2 separate regions of the Mus musculus genome follow, and region 1 is linked to region 2. A link is a contact called in public HiChIP or PLAC-seq data. All regions are on one chromosome and are shown on one strand. Each heading gives the region's core, a stretch centred on a gene start, on an enhancer-like site or on the middle of the called end of the contact. The rest is flanking DNA. Distances are from core to core; before and after follow the strand shown.

Evidence for each region. HiChIP or PLAC-seq counts read pairs in DNA pulled down with a chosen protein or histone mark.
Region 1: a contact with region 2 is called in a BATF HiChIP or PLAC-seq map of CD8 T cells, with 7 read pairs. The contact joins two enhancer-like sites. A contact is called at or near these places in 1 of 15 datasets of contacts at CTCF or cohesin (the NIH/3T3 cell line), 6 of 484 Hi-C or Micro-C datasets (B cells, the HPC-5 cell line, bone marrow-derived macrophages and 3 more), 8 of 115 datasets of contacts at active chromatin or transcription factors (CD8 T cells, T-cell acute lymphoblastic leukemia, cardiomyocytes and 5 more) and 4 of 9 other capture datasets (adipose tissue, embryonic stem cells, liver and 1 more).

Annotation. Positions count from the first base shown.
Region 1 is chr13:24,680,810-24,684,125 of GRCm38.p6, forward strand. All of the region lies in intron 8 of Ripor2 (RHO family interacting cell polarization regulator 2), which reads left to right. Among named protein-coding and RNA genes, the nearest start is that of Ripor2, 44 kb to the left of the region's middle. Within about 2 kb of position 1,747, at least 25 of the 459 cell types and tissues checked have an H3K27ac peak or open chromatin away from gene starts, as enhancers often do. A contact at or near this core is called in CD8 T cells, where this site is marked.
Region 2 is chr13:24,466,720-24,470,390 of GRCm38.p6, forward strand. Cmah (cytidine monophospho-N-acetylneuraminic acid hydroxylase) reads left to right here. Exons shown (of 17, transcript NM_001111110.2): 15 at 41-156; 16 at 1,828-1,924; 17 at 3,052-3,671. The coding sequence ends at 1,903. Among named protein-coding and RNA genes, the nearest start is that of Gm22013, 18 kb to the right of the region's middle. Within about 2 kb of position 1,307, at least 13 of the 459 cell types and tissues checked have an H3K27ac peak or open chromatin away from gene starts, as enhancers often do. A contact at or near this core is called in CD8 T cells, where this site is marked.

The DNA of each region.
Region 1 (3,316 bases), core at 497-2,996, 210 kb after region 2:
TTTCTTGATGGGTCTCTTCTTGTACCTTGCCTTCGCATTTGAAAATGGTGTCTATTAGATGAGTGAAACAACAAACCTCGGAATCCATCCCACGACTCAGTAATCACCAAGGCTTTGCCACTTTTTCTTTTCCCTTTGATGAACTAGAAAACTCCAGAGGAGGAAAAGCCAAGTATGTCACTCCACTGATCAGCACCTGTAAACTTCAGTACAGTTCTGAAAGAATAGGGCCATCTTACGTAATGTAACCGCAGTGCCTCAGCCCGTTGTCCCATTATCGCATCTAATGAAATTAGCAAGTCTTTGTTATTAACCTAGTTCATTGGCAGATATCCCCAGCTGTCTCACAAATGCTTCCTAGAGTTGTGTTGCTTCAATTAGGACCCACACAAGGTCCATGTGTTATAATTAGCTGTCAGTTGGGCTCCCTTTAATCTAACACAAACCCCCATCCAGCCTTCTAGATTACCTGGCAGCCTCTTTACATTGTCATTTAGCCATCTGTTTATTTATCTACTTTGAATATCTTCTTTTTAGTTTGAAGACAAAATCTTTCTGTGTAATTCAAGCTGGTTTCAAACTCACGGCAGTCAATTCTCCTCCTGTGATGGGCCAAGCACTGGGATTATAGGACCGCCTCACCATACCTGTCTCACCTTACCTGTCTCACTATACCCATCTCACCATACCTGTCTCACCAGACCCATCTCACCATACCTGTCTCACCATACCTGTCTCACCAGACCCATCTCACCATACCTGTCTCACCAGACCCATCTCACCATACCTGTCTCACCAGACCCGTCTCACCATATCTGTCTTATCATACCCATCTCACCATACCTGTCTCACCAGACCCATCTCACCATACCCGTCTCACCATACCTGTCTCACCAGACCCGTCTCACCATACCTGTCTTATCATACCCATCTCACCATACCTGTCTCACCATACCCATCTCACCATACCTGTCTCACCTTACCTGTCTCACTATACCCATCTCACCATACCTGTCTCACCAGACCCATCTCACCATACCTGTCTCACCATACCTGTCTCACCAGACCCGTCTCACCATATCTGTCTTATCATACCCATCTCACCATACCTGTCTCACCAGACCCATCTCACCATACCCGTCTCACCATACCTGTCTCACCAGACCCGTCTCACCATACCTGTCTTATCATACCCATCTCACCATACCTGTCTCACCATACCCATCTCACCATACCTGTCTCACCATACCCATCTCACCATACCTGTCTCACCAGACCCATGTCACCACGGCTTGCTGCCACATCAATCACTTCATTTGTCCCTCCACTCCCATGTTGCTGCTGTGAGTCTGTTCGAATCGAGAGCATTGTTACTTTAAGCTACAGCACCTGCAGCCCAAAAGGAAAAAGGAAAACTCTAGCTAGATGTGGTGAGCCTCACACTGCAGTGTCCACAGTGCCCATCAGGGCCGTGGGACAGTGGCATCACAGCCAGCCCTTTTCTCTCCCATGTTTGGCTCATTTAACTGTACTGAGCAGCTGGGCCCCTGCAGTCCTCTCTCTGGGTTGGTTTGCTTGTTTAACAGTTTGATCCTTAGGTCGCTAATGGGCATTATTACCTTACCCACTCTCTGTGATAAGAAGAGTGAAAAGGGGAAACCCCCTCTAAAAGCAGTTCTGGGTGGAGCTGGAGAGATGACATAGTAGTTAAGAACACCAGTGGTTGAAGAGGATGTGGGTTCAGTTCCCAGTGCCTACACGGCAGCTTACAACCACTGGTAACTCCAGTCCCCGGGGATCTGATACCCTCTCTGACCTCCTCAGGCAGCCGGCAAGTGTGTGAAGCACATACATAACGCCTTGCCTGTGATGGACATCTGCATCTTTCTAACTTTCCAGGTCCATTTGCTTCCACTTAAGGTCTCTACCTGAGTTCGTGGTTCAAAACCACTCTGGACCATGCTCCCTCTCAGCAGTTCAGAATCTGCACAGCCAGGACGGAGGTTCTAGAGGTCTCTTTGAACTTTCAGGATGGTTCTGTCAGCGGCCTGATTCATTGCAGTCAAGCATACAAAGCAGAGTTACTTTGCCAGTGTTAACACAAGGATTGCCCACGTCCCAGGGCATGTAGGCCAGCACACAGAGACTGGGGTCAGCACGTGTGTTAACACAGGGCTGCTGAGGCCGTTTCTGATGTTCACTGGTATCAGATGCTTCTGTTTTTGATGAGAGGGATAATTTCTTCCATTTCATGTGTGGACACCAGTAGCCAAAAAGCATTAGATGACGTCTCCAAGGCCACACAGTAAGCTGACATCAGACTTAAAGCTGAATCCTGGGGTCCTGGCTCCTACATTAAGTTACTTTTCCCATCTCTATGACAAATACCTGATTCAAAAGGGAACTTTGGGAAGAAAGGGTTTGTTGTAGTTTATGGCTTGAGTGGGGGACACTTGGTCATGGCGGGAGGGTATAAAAGAGCTCATGGCTGTGGGGGTCTGCAGTTGAGATGCCTTAAATTTCCCAGGACCAGGAGCAGAAAAAGGACAATGCTGATGCTCACCTCACCACCACTCCTGTTTGTTTGTTTGTTTTATTCAGTTTAATATCCAAGCCTGCATTCAGGGTGTGTCTTAACTTCTAAAGATCTTGGAAACACCCTCATGGACATGTCCAAAGGGTTATGCCTCATTAATTCTCAGAGTCTCGTCCTTCCCTTCCCTTCCCTTCCCTTCCCTTCCCTTCCCTTCCCTTCCCTTCCCTTCCCTTCCCTTCCCTTTCATTTCCTTATTTCTGGATGGGGTCTCATTGAGTATTTGTTACATACCTGAAGCTGACCTTGAACTCTTGATATTCTTACCACTCACTACCCACTGAGTGCTAGGGTTATAGTCACTGTTTCGAGCAATAAGGTAGGCATACTTAGTTTGTATAACAAACGTTGTATTTTCTTATGCTGAGGGTCATCACACAAGGTTCACACTGTAAATTCTTAACTATGGTTCTTAGCCTAGCTCTCCAAATCTGCTCACCTGTGAACATAACTTAGCTAAAGGTCTGGTTTCAGTCTCCAACAGTAGTCCTGGCTCAGGAGACTCCCCAGTCTTGTGGGATCCTCACTATTTTTACATGTCTAAAAGGCATTTCTTACTCTGCTCACTATAGTCAGCCACCACCATACCCACTTCTAGGCATTCCTTATTCAAACAATTTGACCATGGAAATTAACCATCACCGCTGCCAGTACATGACCACCTCAATGCCACATTATGAAGAAGTCCTAATAATTGAGCAGACACTATCAACCATCAAATGC
Region 2 (3,671 bases), core at 57-2,556:
TTGCCAGGGCCCCCTGAGAGCTGCTGTGTTTCCATTTCAGATCCATAGCCGGGTGGATGTCATCAGGTACGTGGTGAAGAACGGCCTGCTGTGGGATGATCTGTATATTGGATTCCAGACCCGATTGCTGCGGGACCCTGATATATACCATCATCTGTAAGCCTATCCTGAGAATGCTTGAGGCCACGGGGCTGTGTGTGGGGAGGGGCATGGGGCACAGGGGGTTATACAGGGAAGTGTAGTCACTGGCTGACCGTGCTCCCCAAGTTAGCAGAGATATGGGGCTCCATCTTTTTTTTTTCCTCTGTGTTTTTGACAACATATCATCCTGTTGCCCAGGCTAACTCCTGACAATCTCTACTTCATCGTCTCTCATAGGCTGGGTTTACATCATATCTGGCTCTCCTTTTTAACAAGAAACTTGAGCTCAGTGTTCTGTAGACTGGGGGTTTACAGGAATGGCCCACTGTATTTGTGCTTGCTTATACTCAGAAACTTCACATATTATTAAGATCATATTTGGGATCTGAGAAAGATTTCTATCTTTACATGCACAAGGTCAGTGAAAAGAATGTAGTCTTACCATCACTACTGGCTCTCTGAAAAGATGAAGACATTTAATTTTGAAAAGTCCTATTATGTAAAATGTCTGGGCTGCAGAGATGGTTCGGCAGGAACGGGTTCTGTTGTTAAGCCTGCTGACCGGAATTCAGTTCCAGTGGGACATACAGTGGAGGGAAAGAGATGACTACTGAACGTTGTTCTCTGACCACTACATGCACACCAGGCACACATGCATGCATTCTCACACACATAGAAACACACACAAAATAAACTAATTAGAGTAGAATTTTTAAAAAAATTAGAACGTCTAAGTAAAGCCCTCTAGCGAGTGCATTGAAATATTCGTTTACATTTTTTTAAACTTATTTCTTTTAAAATTTTGGTTTCCTTTGTTTGGTTGGGTTGGTTGAGACAGGCCTTCGTTCTATACCCCAGATCAGCCTGGAACTCATTTCAGAACCTAAGCTGTCCCCAAACCTCCCATGATCCTCCCTGGCTCAGCTTCCAAAATACTGAGATAACAGGTGTGAGCTACCACACGCAGCCCCCACCCCTTAGTGTCTTAAAATTGTATTTTAAAATATAAAGAACGTAGGAGTATGTGTCGTCTGTTATAGCCCTTATGGTTTCAGTTGCCCCTCCTGTGAAACCTGTCTGTTTCCTGCCTCTCCCTCTGCCCTCTCTCAGGATGACTCTTGATAAAGGGCTGTGTCTTCCTGGCCTATATCTCTGCATACCCACACTTCTGTGGATATAACGTCTTCAAAAACTTGTCACCTATTGCTGGGGGTGGGGGCAGATGATACCACAGTGTCTCAGTGCCACACAAGTATAGACAATCTGCTTCTTACCATTTGAAACAGTGGTTGGATGAGTCATGTCTGCATCTCTTGGCAAGTCCCCCATGCTTTCCTGAGTTCTTGTGTGTGCCATTTCTGGGGCTAGTTCAGCCAGGCCATTCTTCAGGGAGCAGGTTCACCTTCCTACATCTAAGGGGGTGTGGTCACCTTCACTAACACTCCAACATGATGCTTTTGTGCATCTTGTATGAGGGTAACTTTCACTAATGGGAACTCCGTAAAGTGGGCTCACCACAAACAGACAGATAGCTGTCCTGTTTTAAGGGTCTCAAAAATTCAGTTACTGAAACAGCAGAGCAAGACTGTCCTCTGGGGAGAGCTGAGACCAGGCACCAAAGAATTCCTGGCCAAGCAAGAGGCTTTGACATTCAATGTTCATGTCTCTTTGCTTTGTTTCTTGCAGGTTTTGGAATCATTTTCAGATAAAACTCCCTCTAACACCACCCAACTGGAAGTCGTTCCTAATGCACTGTGATTAGTCTGGACCTGGTAAGTCCCAGGTAAGCACCGTGTGGGACTGGTAGACACCTAGCCATGTATCGTATGGCTTTCGCTCTGTCACCTGAATTACAGGAAATGTGACTTCCAAGGGATCATGAAAGAGAGATTGCATGAAAACACTTAAGGCATAAGAATAAACATATAAAGGTATAGAGGTATAAACTAGTGAGCTCACCTGCTCAGAGTCCACAGGCTGCTTGAAAGGGTTGAGGTGACACAGTCTACAAAGGAAAACAGATGCTGTTTTGGAGAGAAATCCTGAGTACAAAAGGAGAGAGAACAATAAAACCGGGAAAGAAAATTGCTAAAAGCAATGGCTGAGACGGAGCCTGAGATCAGCTTTTGTGGCACAAGTCAGATTTGCCCTTCCCATAGCTAAGCATAGAGTCTTGTTAGCTGTGCTACAAAGCTTGCTCCAACCTACATGTGATCAAAAAGGCCACATGCTGTGGAAACGGTAATTTTCTTGACCCATGCATTTATATTCATTTATCCCACCAGTGCCCACCCTCTGTATTTATTATGTGTTAATACTTGCCTCTGCAGTACAGTGGCAGGACTACAGAGATGACTTAGTTGGGAAAGTGTTTGTCATATGCGTATGGGAACCCAAGTTACTCCTCAGCATCCATACAGAAAGGCAGGCTTGGTGGAGCATGTTTGTCATTCCAGTGCTAAGAAGAGGAAGACAGGCAGATCTCTGGGGCTTGCTGGCCAGCCAGCCTATCCTAACCAGTGGGTTCCAGCCAATGAGATCCAGTCTCAAAACAAGGTGGCCATCTCTTAAGGAAGACACACCTGAACGGACCTCTGACACATGCACAAGTTCATGTATATACATATAAAGTAGACAGTTTTGTATAATCGCCTTGATGCACAGTGCCACAGCCCCACTGCATAATTTTGTACGTGATACACACTCAAGGGAGTAAAGAACACATTTCATAACTGTGAGAAAGTAACGGACAAAATCAACCGAAGAAAGGAAGGGTTTGTCTTAGCTCACAGTTGGGCAAACAGACAGTGTTGGGGAAGGCAGGTCAGAAGCAGTGACTGGCTGCCCCAGTCATCCCAATGAGAAATGAATGTTTGTTCTTTGCTCACTTGCTCTTTCTATTCAATCTAGGACCCCAGCCCAGAGGATGGTGCCTGAACATTCAAGATGGGTCTCCCCTGCTTCGATAAACCTTTCTGGAAACACTTTCATAGACACAGCCATAACTACCATTATTCATTGGCAGTGTCTTTTATTCAGAGATGGCAAACAATGCCCCCAAATCAAGAATTTGCTCTTAAATCTTGAACACAGCAGCAGTTTATACCAAAGAAGACAAGTTTCTCTCAGCAATGGGCAAACACTACATTTAAGGGATGTTCACATATGTGCCTGGTGTGCATTGTCGCATAGACGGACTCAGAACTACTTTTATCGGGGCTGGTGTTGTGGCTTGGTAGTATAGCATGTGCTTAGAGCATATGAGGCCCTGGGTTCCAACACACACACACACACACACACACACACACACACACACACACACCTGTATAACCCTAAATTCATCCCATGTACACTCTTGTGCAAGGAGAACCAAGGAAAGCCAAGAATGAGCTCTGCATGGGAGATAAAGCCTAACAGAAGGAAAAGTGAGTGTCAGCACAGTAGGAACAGGAAAGGAAGGCTACCAGACTCCAGCAGCAAAAAAGAAGAAAGCTAGAGAAGACATGTGGGCTGGGAGGAAGGTGGGGAGA